Regions from separate parts of the Ovis aries genome. Here region 2 is linked to region 1. The links are chromatin contacts, called in public Hi-C maps. All regions are on one chromosome and are shown on one strand. Each heading gives the region's core, a stretch centred on a gene start, on an enhancer-like site or on the middle of the called end of the contact. The rest is flanking DNA. Distances are from core to core; before and after follow the strand shown.

Region 1 (6,178 bases), core at 391-2,890:
CTTCCTGACCTGCATACAGGTTTCTCAAGAGGCAGGTCAGGTGGTCTGGGATTCCCATCTCTTTCAGAATTTTCCACAGTATTTCTTGTGATCCATACAGTCAAAGGCTTTGGTGTAGTCAATAAAGCAGTAATAGATGTTTTTATGGAACTCTCTTGCTTTTTCCGTGATCCAGCAGATGTTGGCAATTTGATCTCTGGTTCCTCTGCCTTTTCTAAAACAATTTGAACATCTGGAAGTTCACAGTGCACGTATTGCTGAAGCCTAGCTTGGAGAATTTTGAGCATTACTTTACTAGCGTGTGAGATGAGTGCAGTTGTGCAGTAGTTTGAGCATACTTTGGCATTGCCTTTCTTTGGGACTGGGATGAAAACTGACCTTTTCCAGTCCTGTGGCCACTGCTGAGTTTTCCAAATTTGCTGGCATATTGAGTGCAACACTTTCACAGCATCATCTTTTAGGATTTGAAATAGCTCAACTGGAATTCCATCATCTCCACTAGCTTTGTTTGTAGTGATGCTTCCTAAGGCCCACTTGACTTCACATTCCAGGATGTCTGGCTCTAGGTGAGTGATTATACCATCATGATTTTCTGGGTCATGAAGATCTTTTTTGTATAGTTCTTCTGTGTATTCTTGCCACCTCTTCTTAATATCTTCTGCCCCTGTTGGCTTTGGATGCATCTAATTTGTTCTCTTAGTATGGACCACATTCATCTGGTCTTGTTATAAATATGAATTCCTCCAAACTTGACTCGAATCTCATGCGTGCAGTTATATATTAACATTCACCTTTTAAAATTTACATTGTAAATGCAACAATATTTAATGACTATAGTGGTTTATAATTCAGTATCCATTCCCTACTCCTATTCTGCCCCCACTTCTGCAAGTTTGGTCTAAATGTATGATTCTCAAATGCTTAGCTACAAATTAGAATCACCCACAGAGCTTTTAAAACTCTCAGTACCCTACACTGCATCCTAGGATCTCTGAGGATAGAACCCAGGTATATGTATTTTTCTCAACTTTCAAAATGCAGTTAAGAACCACTCATCTAAGCCTACTGTTGAAATCCCCCTTTTCGTGACTGATTTAGAGAAACCCATGTGAACCAATATTTTCCAAGGCATGGGAAGGGCTGCTGAGAAAGTTTTCTTCATCTCTTTAACAAAAAAAAAAAAAAGGATGTAAGAAGGATTTTTTCTTTCTCTGTGTGTTACAGATGTGAATCTGCTGCCACCATTGTATGACCATCACAGAAACCAATCTAAAGGGTGAGGGTGACTTTGAAGAGGTCAAAGGGAAAGAAAGAACTCGAGTCTTTGATGATATCTTTGAGCCACGGAAATGGTTGTTCTAGAGCCTGACTTACTTCTGGTTCTCCTACACAATGGAAAATATAACTGATTAAATTTATTCGAGCCAGATTTCTCTGTTACTTGTGTCTAAAAGCATCCAGACCACATTCACCATATTTAGGTCATACATTTTGAGCATCGTCCAGGAGGTGATGAATTTTTATCCATATTCCCAACACATTAGTCATCCAGTCGTCCTTGAGATCCAGCAGCATTCCGTAGGCACCAGTGATTCAGTTGGCCTTTGTAAAGACATCGCCTGCAACCTTGACTTCATTAGTGTTAACTGCTCATCCAGTCATTTGAAATTGCAGTGGCTACTCATCAGATTTGGTGTGCCTTCATATTCTTGGGTGAGTGTTCACTTATATAGAAGTACATGAGAATTGTTTTGCCCTGCCCAAATGAACTGCTGTAAGTCTAAAGCCTTGCTCACTGTTTCTTGGCAGAACCACAAGATAAACATCAATGTGTATAGTGACTCATGCGGAAAATATATTCCTCAATTTTAGAATTTCCTCCACATTTATGTAAGAGTGTTTCAGTAAAAGCACAGTTATAATAGAAGAGTAAAGATGAAAATGAAAACAACAGTAGTGTTTACTCATGAACAGTAAACCTATGCGTTAAAGTGAAGCAATCTAATCTTTTCTCCAGTAAGAAATGCTAATCTCCGTACTGCACAGTTTCAGCTTTGGCCCTTTCCAGTTATAAATCTAGTTACAGGGAAAACGTCATAAAAAATAATTACTTTAGTCCTTGATAATCCTCCAGTACTGTATTCCACCTATCTGTCCAACTTATTCTGAATTGTTGGCTTATATCAGTTCTCTACAAGAAAGAGAAAACTCAAATCCAAACCGGATGGTCCATATCACATAGGGGGATTGGGACAGTTGATTTACTAATACAATCTCTTTAAACATCTACTGGGAAAGGTTCTAAGACAGAATTTATTGCCTCCTTCTGCCATCTTTGGGCCTACAAAAAGCGAAGTAAAATCCTTCTATGAAATCTGAAACTCCAGTCCCTGATTTCCTGGCTGATGTCATTTCAAAGGCACAGTATATCCCTGTGATGGCTACAGCGGAAACCTGCCCCTCTATGGGGTCTCCATCTGTTTGCCATCAGAAAGCATCTCTTCAGGGAGCCAGGGTACATGCAAAGCGCCCACTCCTTGCAGGGGTCCTGGAGTCTTGCACTAGTGTTTTTAAAATCAATTGTTGTTAGGATTGAAGATGCTTAAATTTCCCCTTGAATAAGAAAGTATATAGAATCATATTGCTGTAACTTTAGTTTCAATTTATGTTTGAGCTTATCATAGGCTATTTTGTAAAAATTTTCCATATGATTCTGAAACTACTATGTAAGTATTACCAAAAGGAAAATTCAGTCACTGACACGCTTTCCTCTGGGAGAAGAGTTTTCTCTGCACTTATTATAAAACAGCTTGAATTGGGAACATCTCTGAGCTTAAAAATATAAATATTTCTGTCAAAAGGTTATTTATTCACTTATCATTAAGGGTCAACAGAGATGATACAATAGGTTAAACAAAGAAAATCGACGATAATGACAAGAGATTTCAAAACTGATCTTTTTCAGATCAGCTTCAATACAGATAATCCACTGTAAATAACGGGGGTTCATCCTGGCACCAAGTTATGACTAACTGGCAACTGAGCATATTCATCCAGCAATAAATGCATAATCAAGCCCTTTATTCTGGAAGAAACAAAGCTTGGATTAATTCCACAGGAATGTTTAATAAAGGAAAAGATTTCAGGAAGATCAAACTTTTTCTCATCTCCATTCTCCCCTATAGGTATTACAGCTTTCACACTGCCTGAACAAAAACACACTCTCCAGTATATTCTTCAAGGAATCATTTATAAAATGTGTTTCTATACATTGGACTTTCTGTGTTTATGTGCCATTTCCTCAGAGGAGGCTGACTATAAGGATGAAATAGAAATAACATCACTTTTCAATATTCCTCAAGCCTCAATTCCTAGAAAAAGGCAAGAATACAAAGGTCTTTCTATTCATTCTGTCAAATTCCAGTTTGTTTCAATATGCTTTCTTGGAGTTCGATATCAAATGAGGCACAGTCCCCAGTGGGCCATAGAGAGGGAAAGCTTTCCTCACCTCACTGGGGAAAAGGGAATGTGAATGCTGAACCCAAAGACTGAAAAAATGGAAAGGGGATGAAGGAAGACTTCAAGACGGGGGTAGGGCAGGAGGGAGAGGCCAGGTGAAGAAAAGCAATAAACAACTTGCCATTAATGGAAAAACGAAATTATGGTCACTATATTTACACCATTTAAATGAAATATATCTACCTCAGTGTTTTGTAAAGCACTTTATATATGAGATAATTCAATGAGATGAATTTAATTGGCACACAAAAAGAACATTGTTGGGTTTCCCTGGTGGCTCAGCGGTAAAGAACCTGCCTGCCAATGCAGGAGACCTGAGTTCGATCCCTGATCCAGGAAGATTCCACATGCCTTGGAGCAATTAATCCCATGTGCCACAGCTATTGAGCCTGTGTTTTAGAGCTGCGGAGCGGAGCCGCAACTAGTGAGCCCACGTGCCTCAATGACTGACGCCTGCGCGCCCTTGAGCCTGTGCGCTGCAACAAGGAAGCCACTGCGCCGAGAAGCCTGCACGCACAGCTGGAGAGCAGCCCCAGCTCACAGCGACGAGACAGCAGCCCGCACAGCAACAAAGACCCACACAGCCGAAACGAAAGTTAATAATAAAAAATTGTTTATAAAAAGTGGTTTACATCAAAAAATCTACACACACACACACACACACACACGCAACACAGTAAACTTGAAATTTCATGGATTCTATTGCACAGGACGTGATTGAAAGAAAAATATTAAATATTAAGACTGAGTACTTGGCTATGGCAAAAAGCAGCTCAGTGACTTGAATGACTACAGTTTAGAAAACCTTGGTTTAGCAAATGGAGTACAGAATTTCACGTGAAGGTGAGAGAACCATACTCTTCCCTGAGCAAAAATCGGGTTTGTATCCATTTTTGAGGGGCTTCCCTGATGGCTCAGCAGTAAAGAATCCACCTGCAATGTAGGAGACACAGGATTGATCCCTAGGTCAGGAAAATTCCCCTGAAAAAAATCCCATGGACAGAGGAGCCTGGCGGGCCACAGTACAAACAGTCACAAAAAGTCAGACACGACTGAACACACAACATTCATTTTTGACTCAGTGAGTACTTGTCAAGAGGCTTTTATTTTCAGAAAGCTAACTTCACATTTTAACAAAGAGATTTTTGCCACTTATATGAACATTTCCTCAGAAGAATGTTGCTAACAATTTTATGAGAAAAGTTTTAAGCTTTCTAGATCCATATTTCCTTGTCTGAAAAGTTGAGATTCTTAAACTAGCCATTTCTTCATGTTTTTTTGCAATTCTAATCTGTTCTGATCCTATGATTTTTTTTTCCCTCCCATTTCTCACAAACCTAACAAGTTCTGATTTTTTCGTCGACGATAGATCCTACCAGTAGAGGGCGCCTTATTCTACTTGAGAAGCATTCTGAAAAGTTAAAGGCATGGTTTGCTGTCTTGAAGAGGACCGACGGCCCATCCACTTGCAGTGCTTAACACCCTCTCACTTTTCTCTGAGTTAGTAATTTTAAAAGAAGCCCACTAGCCTACGGATCAGTCTGGCAGTGAATGTGCTGTCACAAATCCAGTTTGAGATCCAGCCTTCAGCTTTCTAAGGATCTGGTGAGCCAGTGTTCAACACTGAATGTTCTAATTGCTACGGTACTTTTCATTATGTGTGTTCTGGGCTGACTAGGCAGGGGTCAGGTTGTGTCCGTTTCAAGTTGGATTCAAATCTGTTCCAACGCCCTCACATCACAAATGAAGGATAGACACTCGAAGATCTGATGTCCCACCAAAAGACACTAGTGTGGAAACAGTACTGCTCAGCTTGTAGTTTTAAACAGGCACTTACAGCCTGTTGATCCTGACTGTCCCCTAGGAGCTGTGTGGCAGGTTATTTAATGTCAGGGCCTCAGTTTCCTTTTCTGCAAAATAAAGGCACGGGACCAGTAACCACTAAGATCACTTCAGCTCCATTTTATTAGACTCTTGGTCTCTAAATGATTATTGCTTCCATTTGCAGGCAGTTCTAAGACTTCTTGTTTATTGTTCATTCATCTCCTTTAAGTTTATAAATGTGTTTCACCTTTATGAGTATAGAAGGGATTGCAATTCAACTATACCAGGACAAAAACCTATAACTCCATTAAGAATGCACCAATCAAAAATACAATCCAGGACAATAACAGAATGTGGAAATAGTATTAAGGCTGAAAACAGTATTAAGGCTGTAGAATTATAAATTATTTGTCTTCTAAAATAATGTCTAGAATCACTGTGTAATGAACATAATTCAAGAGGATAAAAAATTCAATCTAAAAGGTAAAGTGGAGGTTAACAAGTACCAAACCATGACCAGGTAGAGATCTTAGAAGGGGGACTAAAAGCAATCAACAGACCCACATGCACGCACCCTCAAGTCCCCCACTCCTGGTATACTTCACCCTTGCAATAAAGCTTCCCATTTTTCAGGATATTAAATTTGAGTTCAGGGAAAGCCAGACATCATGTAATCACAGTTTGGTATTACAGTGTATATTTAATAAAAGCCACAGAACTTGCAAAAAAAAAAAAAAAAAGTCAGAGTCTTTTAAAGAGCTGTGTGTTTGCTAAGAAGGAGGAAGGTGGGAAAGAAATCATGTGTGAAGAAAGCCTTTTCACAGAACCAGGGGAC
Region 2 (6,171 bases), core at 1,951-4,450, 420 kb after region 1:
CAGTTTATGTTGTCATCTCTAGATCCTTCTTGGTTTAGAAAACGTTTCCAATTTTTTTGAAAATACAACTCTATTCTTGCTCAGTTCTGCCTTTTTCCTATATTCAGACCTAACACCTGGAGCTCTACATCTTTCCCAGTTGCTCTACATGTGTTCTTCCCTCCCTCAACTTGGTAATCATTTTCACTTGACCCTACTATACCTTCCAAATACATAGACAAATGGGTTGTTTATAGCTATTGTCTTTATTCTCTTCCTGTTCACCTTTTCTGAACCTCCCCATAATAAGGCTTCTGTTTTGCTTCATTCCACTGAAACTGTTCTGAAAAGTCACTGATGGCTTTTTTGTCTAAAAAAAAGAAGTGTTTGTCTGAAACCCTGGAATTCCCTGGAAACATGCTTTCATATATTTTATACAGTGAGATAATAGTCATAGAGAAAAACAATCATAGGTTTAGTAAAACACAATAGAACCGCATTAGCATTTGAGAGGTTTAGTAATGTGTTCTGTTCTGCTGTAAGTAAAATCATATGTCTATCTTATCTTTCCCTGTCCCCAAACACAGAAACCATCTGTAGCTGAAGGCTGACATGAAATACTTTTTTCTTTAGATCAGTCCTAGTCTGCAACATATGCATTACTTCTGTAATTCAGAGTGTTTATTTACTATATGTAGCTGTCACCTAGAAACAGGCCTACTTCGTTAAAAAAAATCAAGTGAGTTGCAGGGATAAAAATTCTATAGACTATTGACAGAGGAAGTCTTTTTTTTGTGGTTACTGGAGAGCTAGCCTATACACAGAATGGACTATACATGCTCTTTCTCAGTCTTATTCTTTAGCAGGAAAGCAGAGCTGTATCAATTTTGAATATGAAGGACAAAAACCAGCTCTAGAGATACCAAGCAATAGTCTAGGTATAGTTATGGGTTTAACACACTCATTTAATTTCATTGGAAAAAATAATGGAACTGGTGAAAAGTATTTATGGAACCAGAGGAAAGCATATTTTGCTGGTTTTACTTTATGTTTGAAGTTTTGGGTATAGCTCTACCCATAAATACTGAAATGCCTAGCATAAAGAACACAGCCTGGGGCATACCCCATAAAACTTACAGTGCAATTAAATGAGCAATTTCCACTGGAAATAAAATTGTTATGTTGAGTGGAATATGAATTAAACTGTGCATCGAACTCAGGCCTGCACTAGGCTTTTGCGAGGAACCTTCTGGTTTCAGTAGCAACCAACGCAGTCCATCTATAGGTTAAAGCCAGTAAGTAACAAAAGATAACTGTAGTTAGCATGAAGATCAGGGCATTTCAAATTATGGTTACTAAGTTTCCTTGTCATTATGCCTCTTGGATGGGCCCAGCAAAGTGATACTAGTGATAAAGGATTAAATCTGATCCTCCATTACACTGTACACACACTTCTTCCATTGTGTTTGCTATACAGAATTAAAAGAAAATATTTATTTATTTATTTGGCTGTGCCAGGTTTTAGCTGTGGCATGTGGGATCTAGTTCCCTGACCAGGGATCAAATCCCAGCTTCTGGCATTGGGAAGTTGGAGTCTTTGCCACTGAATCAAAACAGAAGTCCCATGCTATACAGAATTTCTGACATGTCCCTCAAAGTTTATTTTCACCTTCTGAATGTTCCCTTCTGCATCAAAGTCAGCCAGGTGTCCTTTGAAAAACATTCATGAAGATTTCAACTGGAAAACCAAAACATCATTAGCACAAATATTGGTTGGTGTTAGAGACCACATTCTGTCCTGTTTCATTTCTGGAACCTTATTGGGAGACTAAAGGTCGATGATTCACTGCTATCTTAAGGGAAAACTCGGCTCAGGAAAGGATTTATGTCTGTGGCCCTGTGAGGTGCCACAGGTATATGTTTGATTTGGGGAAGGACTCGCTTAAAAGTACAGAGTGAGTGATTGATAGTTGCTCATTCATGTCCAATTCTTTGCTACCCAATGGACTGTAGCCTGCCAGGCTTCTCTGTCCATGGAATTCTCCAGGCAAGAATACTGGGGTGGGTTGCCATTCCCTTCTTTAGAGGATCTTCCTGACCCAGGAATCAAACCCAGGTCTCCTGCACTGTAGGCAGATTCTTTACCATCTGAGCTATCAGGGAAGCCCTGAATGAATATTACCTAACCCACTCAGGTATTCTTGCCTGGAGAATCCCATGGACAGAGGAGCCTGGTGGGCTACAGTCCACGGGGTCACAAAGAGTCGGACACGACTGAGCAACTTCACTTTCACTTTCAAAATGTTTACAAGTCAAACTATGTATCTTTTTGAAATTGCATCATTTCACTGTAGTTTTGTCTGAATTCAACTTCTCTTGCCAAAATAAGTTGTGTCTGTCATTTTTCTAATTGCAAAAATGAATATATATGAATATGAAACATTCCAAATGAAAAAATATTTTCCAAGGCAGCGTATATTTTGAATTTTCCAAGTACTTGTCCCACCCAGAGCTACATCTCAGCGTATCTTATTTGCATATCTATAGTTTCTGTCCTGAACCAAACAAATATACTGTTTCCTGTTCTTTTGTCCAGGGGCTGGTTTTCCTAAAATGAGCAATTGTGTGTTTAGATGGCTGATCAGTTCCTCCTGACAGATCTGCAGCCATGGAAGTGTCTGGAAGCACAGGATGAGGTAACTGAAAGCTGGTCTCTTGGAGCCAGGAAGTGGAAATTTGAAGCTAGTTACAAGAGAGGAAGATGTAGGAGTTAATTAGGAGCTAAAGCTGTAAAGTCCCTTTCTGTGTGTGACCCTGATGTATCAGACATTTCTCTCTTAGACTAAAGGCATAGTAAAAAAAAAAAAAGCCACTTTATTTAGATTAACAGAGCATTATATAACCGGAAAATTTTACAGTTTTATGTGTATAGTGAATAGTTTGTAAAGGAAAAGACTTCCCCTCTGTTTATTGTTTGGATAAGGGGGGAAAAAAAAAAAAGCAACCCACCAATTGTTTAATGAGGCATCTCTCTTTTTTTGAAGACAATAGCTTGGAGGCATAAAATTGGGTTATTTTAATCGGAATCGCAGCTCCTATGTTACTGCTTTTCACAGTTAAAATCATTTCCTATTTTCCTGGGAAAGCTCTGGTCAGTTTGAAAACGTCTTTGTTAATTAGCAAGCTATGACGCAATGCATCTATATATCTTTAGAGCTCTGGCGCCAGCTAGTGGTAGAATAGGGAAGACGCGTGGTTCGCTCCCAAATTGGAGAAGCGGCTGTCATCTTGTTGTCTCACCTTAACCATCATTCTTCCGCATTCCCCAGCGGTCCGTCCCGACACCCACCCGCCCCCCGCCGTCCGTCAGTACAACAGGGGATCATTGCAGTGTGGCCAGAGTAGGGCAGACCAGATTACAGCTGAAAGGAGAGGAAAGTGGTGAGCAGGGGCTCAGAGAGGAAAAGCCAGATGAATGCAATCGTTATTCCAAAGGGTTTGAGAAGCGATCATTCATTTGAAGTACTCTTGCCAGGTTGGTGCAGCAGCTCAATCTTTTGCCACTGGATGTTTAGCCTTTTGTTTTTCATTTATATGTATATGCTGCTGCTAAGTCGCTTCAGTCGTGTCCGATTCTGTGCGACCCCATAGATGGCAGCCCACCAGGCTCCCCCGTCCCTGGGATTCTCCAGGCAGGAACAGTGGAGTGGGCTGCCATTTCCTTCTCCAATGAGTATATAATTAGAACACGTACTAACTATGGAGTTTCACCACAAACACAGCACTGATAACAGACACGTTGTAGGCCTAAATTTGTGTTCATTTTTAAGCAGCGAATATTTCTACTGTGAATAGGCTCTGCTACCTTCATACTGGTACAACTCAAAGATGAAAAACTCTCAAATGGTTAATAAAGCAGAAACCTCTTAAGATGATACTTGTAGCTGGTACACCATGAAAAAATGTAAAAATTCCAGGCAAAAGACACTTTATTTGGATTGCATGAAGTAAATTTAGTCTTGAAGCCCAGTGTGCTCTTCAGTTGAAATAGGTTCTGATGATTTGCAGGAAAACTGAAAACATGCAGTATTTATTTTAAGAACAAAGAATCTTTGGCAGGCCATTTTTCTCATTTAATTAGGCCATAACTGATCTTACTAGGGTTATGGAGGGACTTTAAATGCTAATAAATAAAGTCTAAAGCTGAGACATTTCTTTCATTAAATAGCAGAAACTGTTTATAACTCTATGATTGCTAAAATCAATTACTAGTACTAATATTCAAAGTGAAATTTACTATGAAAACAAGTTGAAGCTTTTGAAGAACTTTCCTTTTTAAATGTCATTTGTATGTCTGTATCTATCAGTTATAGATAATAATAATCTGATCTGCAATTTTTTGTAATATTTTTGGAAGGCAGATATAATTTAGAGAAAGTTTCAGGCAGGAAGAATTGTCACTCTTACCTGGGAGTCTAATTTATGTTACTGTGCTTTTGGGGAGATATACTTAAAATCTTCTCTATGTGAGATAGATGGTGAAATAGCTGGTCATGGTTTTGCTCTGGGAAATTTACATAAGCTACTATTTTAAGCTTATACTTTTGCTAAAAGCTGCATATTTCATATTAAAAATTACCTAACCTTATTAGTCAAGTTAAAGTGTAGATGTGTTCTGTTTGATTTTAAACATCTTATAACTTTTAGTGAATAATAAGACCCTGGTTAAAAATCTTAAAATCTTTAGTTGTTCTGGTCTCCTTTGTGTCTCTTTTATCTTTTTCTTGAGATGGAAGTTGAGTTTATATAATTGAATACGAGTTTCAAATCAGTGGGCTTCCCTGGTGACTCGGGGTAAAGAATCCGTCTGCAGTGTGGGAGACCTGGGTTTGATTCCTGAGTTGGAAAGATTGCCTAGAGAAGGGAATAGCTACCTACTCCAGTATTCTCACCTGGTGAATTCCATGGACTGTATAGCCCATGGGGTTGTAAAGAATTGGACACAACTGAGCGACTTTCACTTCAAATCAGTACCTGAAAAGGATTTGTAAAAGAAAATTAACACAAACAAGGCTCTTTTAATAATAGGGCTTCCCTGGTGGCTCAGTGGTAAAGACTCCACCTGCAATTCAGGAGCCACAGGAGACCCAGGTTGGGTCCGTAGGTTGGAAAGGTCCTCTGGAGGAGGGCATGGCAACCCACTCCAGTATTCTTGCCTGGAGAATCTCATGCTCTCGTGTACAGAGGAGTCTGGAGGGCTACAGTCCATAGAGTTGCAAAGAGTTGGACATGACTGAGCAGCAGGGCAGCTTTCAATGACAGTAGATTAATTGAAACGGAAAAGAATGATAGAATTTAATTGTCATAAAAGTTTGAGAGTTACAAGATAAGATAGTTTACGTGCTCTTAAAACATCTTCATAGTATGTGAGTATGTATGTACTTATTTTAAATGCTGAGTTTGTGATTAGGTCTATCTTAAAAACTGTTAAATGGTTGCCTTAAAATATTTTGAGGCTTATTATAATCCTTATGTAACTTCCCATATGGTGCCAAGTAAATGCTTTGAAATGTCATTCCATCATAATTTGAAATTTATTCATACAGATTTTAAGATTTAGCATTTGAATTTAATTTCTTACTACTTTTTGATATTATAAAAGTAGAAATTAACTCTGTATTGCAAAATGGATGCATTTGAAGGAAGGAAGGAAGACATACCTGGATGTACATATATATATATATTTTTTCCTCTTTAGAGATTTCTCTGATGACTTTGTAATCATGATATCAACAAATAGCCAGTTCACTCAATTTGCTTCCTCCTTTCATTTGAAATAGTCTATAAAATTTTTACAAAAGCAATACAGGTTGGATATCATTTTTAGTCATTGGTGTCCCTGAATGTGACAACATGAAAACAAATTTACAAGTGAGTGCACTCACACCTCATTCGGATATTCATATTTGAAAAGACAAGGTGTACTAAAAAGCATACTTACGAATAGTTAAATGTTGGTTTGGCCTCCAGATTACACGGTTGCTGAACAGCACAAACTCCCCTCACAGAGCAACGCTGGAGCCCTCTGCAGACCTCCCTGTTAGGAGATTCTGGCACAGTGAAGGGGGCACACATCTGCCAGCATACAGATGGCTCTCCTCATTAGCCTGCAGAACTCCGAGCAGCCATCAC

Evidence for each region. A called contact is a pair of places that touch in the nucleus more often than the background predicts.
Region 2: a Hi-C map of liver shows a contact between it and region 1, with 5 times the contacts expected there. The contact joins two enhancer-like sites. A contact is called at or near these places in 9 of 16 Hi-C or Micro-C datasets (blood, hypothalamus, liver and 5 more).

What each region holds. Positions count from the first base shown.
Region 1 is chr2:132,516,446-132,522,623 of ARS-UI_Ramb_v3.0, forward strand. No RefSeq gene overlaps it. Among named protein-coding and RNA genes, the nearest start is that of TRNAW-CCA, 190 kb to the right of the region's middle. Within about 2 kb of position 1,641, at least 7 of the 54 cell types and tissues checked have an H3K27ac peak or open chromatin away from gene starts, as enhancers often do.
Region 2 is chr2:132,937,626-132,943,796 of ARS-UI_Ramb_v3.0, forward strand. No RefSeq gene overlaps it. Among named protein-coding and RNA genes, the nearest start is that of HNRNPA3, 41 kb to the left of the region's middle. Within about 2 kb of position 3,201, at least 17 of the 54 cell types and tissues checked have an H3K27ac peak or open chromatin away from gene starts, as enhancers often do.